3 separate regions of the Mus musculus genome follow, and regions 1 and 3 are each linked to region 2. Evidence: chromatin contacts called from public HiChIP or PLAC-seq data. All regions are on one chromosome and are shown on one strand. The core of a region is the stretch at or near the end of the contact, and the rest is flanking DNA. Distances in the headings are between cores, read along the strand shown. Region 1 has its middle 6.9 kb from the start of Gm22379. Region 2 has its middle 71 kb from the start of 1700044C05Rik. Region 3 has its middle 30 kb from the start of 4933431J24Rik.

Region 1 (2,700 bases), core at 56-2,555, 330 kb after region 2:
CCGTGGGGAAACCCCTGTCTTTAGGATATAACCCCACTGGCATCACTTTTGCCTTGGATACTCCCAACCTTGGAAGGACTGACCCAGAGTGTAGAGAACTGGAGGGTTCCGTGAAAGGGCTCCATGTAAGTCTATTAGACCATCGGTGAAGTGTCAGATGCCCTTCTACAAAACATGGTGTAAGTGTAAGGGGCTTTTCTGTGCGGCAGGAATTAATTGGGTGCCAAATGTAAAAGGGTGAGCTTTTCTATGCCTGCCCTTGCTTTGAATAATGACACAGAGACCTGGTATATTTATTGAAAACTTCAGGCACTGAGCTGGGCAGATTCTGATATTCTAACTGGACTGTGCTGGTCTGGACTATTTTCCAGCCACAGGGCATTCCTGCCATCTTGGTCTCCCTCTGGCTTTCCTCAGTCCTGCCCTCTTGGCATCTCTTCCCCCATCTGATACCCTCTGCCTTCTCTCTCTGGGCACAGAAGGCTCTCTTATCCTCTCCAGCCCAGACATAAGCTGACCAGCTCTTTACTGACCAGTCAGAAGATGGTGGACAACCGTGTTTTACAAAATCACGAAATGTCATGAAAAGCTTCATAATAATAACAACACCGGAGCCGGGCATGGTAGCACACGCCTTTAATCCCAGCACTCAGGAGGCAGAGGCAGGTGGATTTCTGAGTTCAAGGCCAGCCTGGTCTACAAAGTGAGTTCCAGGACAGCCAGGGCTATACAGAGAAACCCTGTCTGGAAAAACAAACAAACAAACAAACAAACAAAAATAATGACAACACCCAGGGCCAGGCTGCAGCCAGAAATCAGCATGTGACTACACAGTGCACAAACACCTCCCCCAACAACAAGGATTAGAGAAACCGGGGCGAAAATAATATCCTCCAGGTGTAGAGCGCTCAATTTGTGACTACTTCTCAACGACAAGATATTAAGTTTCTATGGTGTTCCAGTTCCTCCAGAGTACTGTGTACTTAGTAGTTGCATGGTGCTGTACTTGATGCTCAGTAACATCCTTCCACTAACTTCTCACCAAGTGACTCACGGCTGTCTTTCTCAGTAAGGAAATTAAAGCTAAACTCTCTGGTCCTGGGAAGATAGAGGATTGGAAGACCGGATATCGGAAGTAAGTAATCAGCCGTCTTAGCCTCAGCTCTGGTCTTCTGCTTCCATTTACTTCCACGGCCAATCATTCTTAAGAAGAGTTCTAGTTTCAGGTCACCTCCCTTCTGAGCCTTCTGAGCTGAGTCGGTGGCCACAGTGTCTTATTGGTGTGTGGCCGCCACCTACTGGTCACGATATGCAACTGCAAGAGTGGGCAGGATGTGTGGATCCCTAGCGCGTGTTCAAGGTGATTGGGGTTCTTAGCTCTCCTCACCCACACACCTAGGAAAGGCTACAAGAGGCCTGACTTACGGTCGGTCGTAAGAGGGGGGAATGGATGGCTAAACGTGACGTATTCCGACATTGAATAATAAGGTATAGATGTGCAATCATGCACGGTGTACCGTGACAGCACCACGTTCCGTAAATGCACAGCGTTTAAAAGTTGCCTTCCCCTGAATGAGTGAGTGTGAAAGTCACACCCAACGCCTGCTACACATTTGCTAACCCGTATTAATAAATCCGCCAGTGATCCGTGGTTCCTGTGCAGTCACAGATAAGGTGTCTTATCTGGGTGATTCTGGAATGACCGTAAGGTGCTTGGTTTTCCCGTAACCAAGTTAAATAAACACAAGTGAAACTAAGAGGGTGTGCTCAGCAGAGTTAATAAGCAAGTGAATCTTCCGTAAGCCATGTTGGGATAACTAGAATAAAGAGTGTTGGGGCCAGCGAGATGGCGGCATGAGTGAAGGCACTTGCCACCAAGCCTGACAGTGAGAGTCAATTCCAGGGACACACATCGTGGAAGGGAAGAATCAACTCCTACAAGCTATCCACTGACACACACACACACACAAACACACACACACTCACATATACACTCACACACATATCACACACACACATACACGCACACACATACACACACATCACACACACACATCACACACACATATACAGTCACACACACATCACACACACATACACATTCACACACATCACACACACACATCACACACACATCTCACACACACATTTCACACACACACATCTCACACACACATTTCACACACACACAGCACACACACACAGCACACACACATCTCACACACACACACACATCACACACACACACACTCCTCTTTCAATTAATAAATGTAATCATTTTTCAGAAGTTTAAAAAACTAGAGCTATAAACAGCAGGTAACAACGCTTTCCCACAGATGAGGGTGTGGGAATGCCAAGCTTCTGCACACCTTACTGATACCAGGGCATCCGCTTCTGGACCCAGAGAAGGGGGTCCTTCTAGTGCACTTTTGTTGATGCCATTTGGCCAGTGGTATTTGGTTAGGGTAGCCCAAATTGCAAATGAGGCCACCAGGCCTCCCTCTGGCCTCTTTCCAACCAAATTGTTTTCCCTAACCTGCTCATGATAGAAATTCTGGCATGGCACCCCTACAACTTGACGATCATCTGCTGTTTGCCGGTATAACCTGATGCAGTGGAGCTCCGAGGTGAGCCATTCCAGGATCACGGAGCAGAAAGACATCCAGATCAAAAGTTGACGAGCTTAGAAGAGGATCCACA
Region 2 (2,700 bases), core at 21-2,520:
GGTGGAAAATGAATTTCAGACGTTAGGACCTGGGAGAGTCAGACGCTCCAGCTGCCGGGTGAAGGCCCCTCCCTCGGTTCTGGCCAGCAGCCCTGACATCCCTGCACAAAGTAATCACAGATCACAGCATTTAATCACGGAAGACAAGCACTCCAGAGGACAGCGGTGTCAATATCCCACTCTCTCATTATCTGTTTGGATTGCACATCCACACTGTCAGATAAACAGAGTGGAAAATTAAGATTAAAAATATGGTAATTTCATTTCAGGCAGCAGGCACCACTCACTGCCCCTATTATGCTATTGATTACCTCTGAATTCAATTTTTCTTTCAATGCAAACTTTAATCTGTTTGCTACCCAGCAATTCAACTCCCCAAGGGCTATTTGAGAGTAAGTAACCATTTAATCTGATGCTAACTGAAAAATCACCGTCCTTAATGAATTGTGTAAATCATTCAGCTCGCAAGCACCTTTGACTTCTATTTCATTTTTTATTTTCCACTCAATATAGGAAAGGATCGGCGTGTGAATAATTACAAAGTAGCAAGTATTTTTACATAGCGCAAATATGATAAAAACCCTATTATAGTGGGGCATGTGTAATGAACAGTACTTTTTAATTTCAAAATAGCTATTCATTAAAAAAAGAATGGAAGATTAAAAAGAGAGGCTCAAAGCTCCAGGTAAAAGTTGATAGACATTGTAATTACATGGTTAATTTCAAAGATTTATATGCTGTTATGATTTAAAAGGAATTTTTATGACCTGACATTTATATTCGAGAAGATTTTTTATTTAAAACTAATCTTCGAGCTCCTGCTCTTAATTATTTCTTGGCAAACGATAAATGGGAATACAAAAAAAATGCCCTATATCAAATTTTAAACTGAATAAATGCATGCGAATTTTCCAACAGCAGTAAAATGGTTTTACTTATTTGAATTGCTTCACATTGAGATTCCAGGATGGGGGAATTTGTGGGAGATAGCGCTGCAAATTATTGGCCCATTTAAGGGAGCAGCAATCTTAACCGCCACACAGCGTTTATGACACTTGAAAATACCAGATCGCAGAGAGGGTTTTGCTCGGGCGATTTGATTGTCTTTGAAGTCGGCCTTCGGAGTTTTCAACAGGTCTCTTGCCTGCTGGTCCCAGATCCGAGGGCTCCGGGGAGCAGGGGGTGGGACGCTTGCTCGGCTTGTCTCTCACCCCGCAGCTGCAGCGCCAGGGCGCCGCGGGTGGCAGCAGCTGCGAGGTGTCTGCAGGGATGCGCGGCCGAGTCTGGGGCGCCCCGGCGGCCAGACGCAATCATCCGCAGCTCCCTGCACACTGTTAGCAACCGGCTTCCCGAGGTCGAGCCCGTGAATCCTCCCGACAGGGCAAGACTCCGGCCCTGCAGCGGCCGCAGAGAGAGGCACTGGAGTTCAGCACCGTCCACAGCCCTGCCAGTACTGGCGTCCTTCCCGCTTGGCCTCGGCGGGGGGTGGGGGGTCGCCGCTGCTTGTCCCTCTAGCTTTCTTCTCTATTTTCCCGCTGCCATGCCGCACCGCGTATGGGAGACTGCAGGCCAGAGAGGCCCAGGTCCTCCTGCATCCCCATCCTTCTGCACCATCGGGCCACCCCACACCCCACTCTCCGCCACCGCGGTCTTTAGCTCAGCACCAGGGAGCCCTTCACCAGGGGACAGGCAGGAGCATAAGTGCGGATAGGAATGGAGGGGATCTTGACGGGAACAGATTGCAGCTAGGAGCCCGCGACCAGTAGAATCCAATGCTTCCTTAAAGAGCCTTGTCGTCCCTCAGGGTACTGGGGACACTGGGCGGGCGGAAACTCCTGGCGCTAGGCTTTGCAGTTCCGAGAATGAGGATGGGGCAGGGAGGTTCCTGGTGCGCGCAGCTCGCAGTGATTTTTTTAGCCCTTTAGGAGGGGGCTGAGTGAATTTCCACGGTGGGTACCCTTAGACCACCCCTTTTCTGCACCAACTCCGCACCAACTCGCCGCTCCAGCCTCTCTCTGGAGGGCTGGCTGCTCTGCAAACCCGCTGGAGTCCTGCTTTAAGCCTGTGCGTGCTGGCTCTGGCTGTCTGCTGACAGGCAGCCTTCAACTCAGGACACTGTTCCGCCCGCATTCAGGGGCCCTAGATCTTCACCGGACCCCACCTAGAAATTTCCATCTCTGCATTCCACGTTTCGGACGGGGGCGGAGGAGGGTAAAGGGGGGCGTTAAAGAGAACCACGTGAGCCCAAAGCAGGGGGGGTGGTCCTTTCCAGCTCTCTTAAAGATGGCCTTTTGCTCAAACTCTTGGTAACTTACGACTCTACACAAAGCCAGGTCCCTGGAAGAGTTTAGGGAGGAAGGTACCAGAGTCAGTTGTGCTGCCAGACATGGAGGCTATAATTTTATCCCGGTCCAGTTTGTTCTGAATTTGAGCTGGTGGTTTTTTCACGCAGCGAGGACAACCTTGCCATTAGTCGTTATTACTTTACAACCTTAAGGACAATCCATCTTAACCTCCCGGATGGCTGTGGTCCCCAAATCAAAACCTTACTTTTGCTCTGTGGATTCATTCCATTTGCTCAAAAATAGAAGAGCTCTAGGTTTGGTTTAGTTGTTGTTATTGTAGTTTCTTAAATCAGCACTGGCAACGACTTATTTTATTCTTTTAATATCATTTACTAGGTGTTGAATACTAGACCCT
Region 3 (2,700 bases), core at 150-2,649, 260 kb before region 2:
CTTATTTATTTATTTATTTATTTATTTATTTTTGTTAGTTTTAACATGGAAACTGTCTTCTTCTTGGGTACACCATGCATGTTGTAATTCACATTCGTCATCAGATTCGTGCACTGCGATCAATTTTATTTTATTCTCTAAAGGTGTGGGGCTTTGTGGGCATAAATGACTTTCAATGGTTGTGAAAGTTTCTCTTACCAAGCTTACAGTCCTGTGATACAGGTTTGAACTCTGTCTCTGACAGTTTCTCAGAAGTGTGTATTAGAGAGTAGGTCATGAGGCTAGCCTGAGAACTGGAGACGGACCACATTCCTGCCAGAAAGAATTCAGGTTTTAAGTGCAGAGCAAACATTACAGATTATGACTTCCATTTAGATTTTGTTACTTTCTGAATTATAAACGCCCTTCCCAAGAGCGACATCCCTCTGCCTGCTCTTCAGCTTCTGAGAAGTCATCTCCCAAATCTGCCATTTTTTCATGTTATCCAGTAAGCGGCTTCACGGGACAAAAAAAGTCACTGCTTGCTCTCAACCTGATGTCGCCCCCACCCCCACCCCACCCCACCCCACCCCAGGGTTCTGCTTTAAAGCGGGCGGGCGGGCTTTATTTCCTGCCCTTTGTCTTCTCAAAGCTCCTCCTTGACTCTGTATCACACTGCTGCTTTGGTGTTTCTGATTCTTGATCGCGCTCCACCACCGGCTCAAGCTTCCACTGAGTTTCAACAGCTGCGACATGTCTAAACTGCATTATCTTGCAACTGTTGGCTCCGGTGAGAACGAGAAAGGAGCCAAGTGACTAAAACAAAACATTTCACCGGGTTCCTATGGATACGCCCTGCCACCAGGAAGCGCGCGCTGGGCGGGGCTGACTCCTTCAGCCTCCGATGGCCTCTTCTGCGTGTTGCGTCCTTTGAGCATTCTGTAATGAGTGCCCGGGTAGAACCAGAGAATCTGATGACTGCAGTCACAGCATTAAAGGTGTGCCTTTTCGCCTATAAACCCACTCTTAAATAGGTTATTGTGTTTGAAGTGATTTACTACAATCGTTAAGAGACAAAATATGAATATTGAACAAGCGTTGTGCAAACCAAAGTGGGAAATGGTATACATTATGTAGCAGAGTAATCAGGAAATCACGAATATGCATCCCAATGAGGGTGAAGTCGCAGGGCAGATTGGAAAGACTTTCTTTATTGCAGGTTGAACCTGCGCAGAGCCCAGCACCGGTGATAATGGTGCTTGCGTTCCTTTGCATCTGATTTTTAGGGACCTCCGTGTCACTGTGGCTTCCTCTATGTGTTCAGGTTTTAGTTTTAATATATTTGCTTTGAGTTTGGCTTTGTCTTAGTGAGAAAACGCTGCAAGACACAAGTGTAAGCGTGCTGGATGCCCCTGAGTTACTGGTGGCTGGGGCGGAGCCAGGCAGGGAATAGGCTGTCCTGGAGGGAAGATCAGCTTCTACGTCACTTTAAAGGGAAATGCTTTTAAATCTCCATACACATGGTGGATTTTTTTTTTCTGGGTGTTTTCTATAGTTGGCCTTTTCTATGAGCTCTTCCTGCATAATTTTTTAAAATAAATTTTTGCCCATAATACATATGGGAAATATATGTCCTACTTAGTCACTAGCCGTTCAGTTCTGCATATAGAGGAGAAATGTAAAGTTTTTGTGTTGTCACCTATATGAGTATGTCTTTAGTGTTCTTCAGTACTATAATATTTCAATTATATGTATATTTTACTCACTAATTCCAGGATTTTGTGTTTTCTTTTTACAATTAATTATTTTTTTTAACTAAAAGAGCTGATGATTTTATTTTCACATTTCACATTTCACAATATAAGTGAAAACTGCACTTTTTTGTATTATTTCTCTCTCCAAAAATATTCAGTTAGGAAGGGAAGTTTCCTTTCCATGCATCTAGTAAACACTCAGGCTCAGCACCAAGAGCTCCTGGTGGAACAGAACAAGAAATACAAAACCATCAAGAGCGCTTCTGCTCTTATCTGTCTGGCCGGGTCATGCCAGGCCGGGTGGGCACCATCATAGGGCGGGCAGGAGGTCTTATCATGGGAGGCCCGGGCATCATGGGCATGTGGCCTCCCATGGGTGGTCTCATCCCAGGAGCTGGTCCCACGGTCATCATTCCGGGCGGAGGGGGGGCCCATCATTGACATCATGGGAGGGCCTCCCATGTGGGGCGCAGGCATCATGCCAGGCCGAGGAGGGCCCGGGAGACTGGGGGGAGGTGGGATCATGGCCCCTGCAGGCGGAGGAGCAGAGACCGGAGCGGAGGGATCTTCCCTTGTTGAAATGCAGCCGTTGTCTTGTCAGTCAGGCTCTGGGCCTGCTCTTCCATCCATTTCTGGTAATAGTCTTTCACATTCTCTTTGTGTTTCCGACCACTGCAGTGTGTCTTCCTCACAGATGGAGAATCGTGGGTAAGACACGTATCACAGTAGTCACAATAAAACTTGGGCATGATGCTCCACAAGCCGTTGGCTACCCCGGTCCCCGCCGCCAGGAACTCTACAATCAATTCTTAATCTAATTGTAATTTACTTCGATATGTAACGATAGTTATTATCCAGATGTGTTGGGATAACATGAAGAAAAAAAATTGGTGCCTAGAATAATTGAGAATCTCTTGGGTAGACTAGGTTCTTCATAGTGCTTAGAATTTTTATAGGTGATTCATGG

Evidence for each region. HiChIP or PLAC-seq counts read pairs in DNA pulled down with a chosen protein or histone mark.
Region 1: a contact with region 2 is called in an H3K4me3 HiChIP or PLAC-seq map of stem cell-derived neural progenitor cells, with 4 times the contacts expected there. The contact joins two enhancer-like sites. A contact is called at or near these places in 4 of 39 promoter capture datasets (the HPC-7 cell line, cranial neural crest, embryonic stem cells and 1 more), 1 of 484 Hi-C or Micro-C datasets (palatal mesenchyme), 5 of 115 datasets of contacts at active chromatin or transcription factors (embryonic hindbrain, embryonic midbrain, embryonic stem cells and 2 more) and 2 of 9 other capture datasets (embryonic stem cells and embryonic tail).
Region 3: a contact with region 2 is called in an H3K4me3 HiChIP or PLAC-seq map of craniofacial prominence, with 3 times the contacts expected there. The contact joins two enhancer-like sites. A contact is called at or near these places in 1 of 39 promoter capture datasets (the 3T3-L1 cell line) and 7 of 115 datasets of contacts at active chromatin or transcription factors (cardiomyocytes, craniofacial prominence, embryonic basal ganglia and 4 more).

What each region holds. Positions count from the first base shown.
Region 1 is chr14:118,766,931-118,769,630 of GRCm38.p6, forward strand. No RefSeq gene overlaps it. Among named protein-coding and RNA genes, the nearest start is that of Gm22379, 6.9 kb to the right of the region's middle. Within about 2 kb of position 1,306, at least 21 of the 459 cell types and tissues checked have an H3K27ac peak or open chromatin away from gene starts, as enhancers often do.
Region 2 is chr14:118,435,746-118,438,445 of GRCm38.p6, forward strand. No RefSeq gene overlaps it. Among named protein-coding and RNA genes, the nearest start is that of 1700044C05Rik, 71 kb to the left of the region's middle. Within about 2 kb of position 1,271, at least 98 of the 459 cell types and tissues checked have an H3K27ac peak or open chromatin away from gene starts, as enhancers often do. A contact at or near this core is called in craniofacial prominence, embryonic basal ganglia and embryonic forebrain, where this site is marked.
Region 3 is chr14:118,179,607-118,182,306 of GRCm38.p6, forward strand. It overlaps the pseudogene Gm4674. Among named protein-coding and RNA genes, the nearest start is that of 4933431J24Rik, 30 kb to the right of the region's middle. Within about 2 kb of position 1,400, at least 211 of the 459 cell types and tissues checked have an H3K27ac peak or open chromatin away from gene starts, as enhancers often do. A contact at or near this core is called in craniofacial prominence, embryonic basal ganglia and embryonic forebrain, where this site is marked.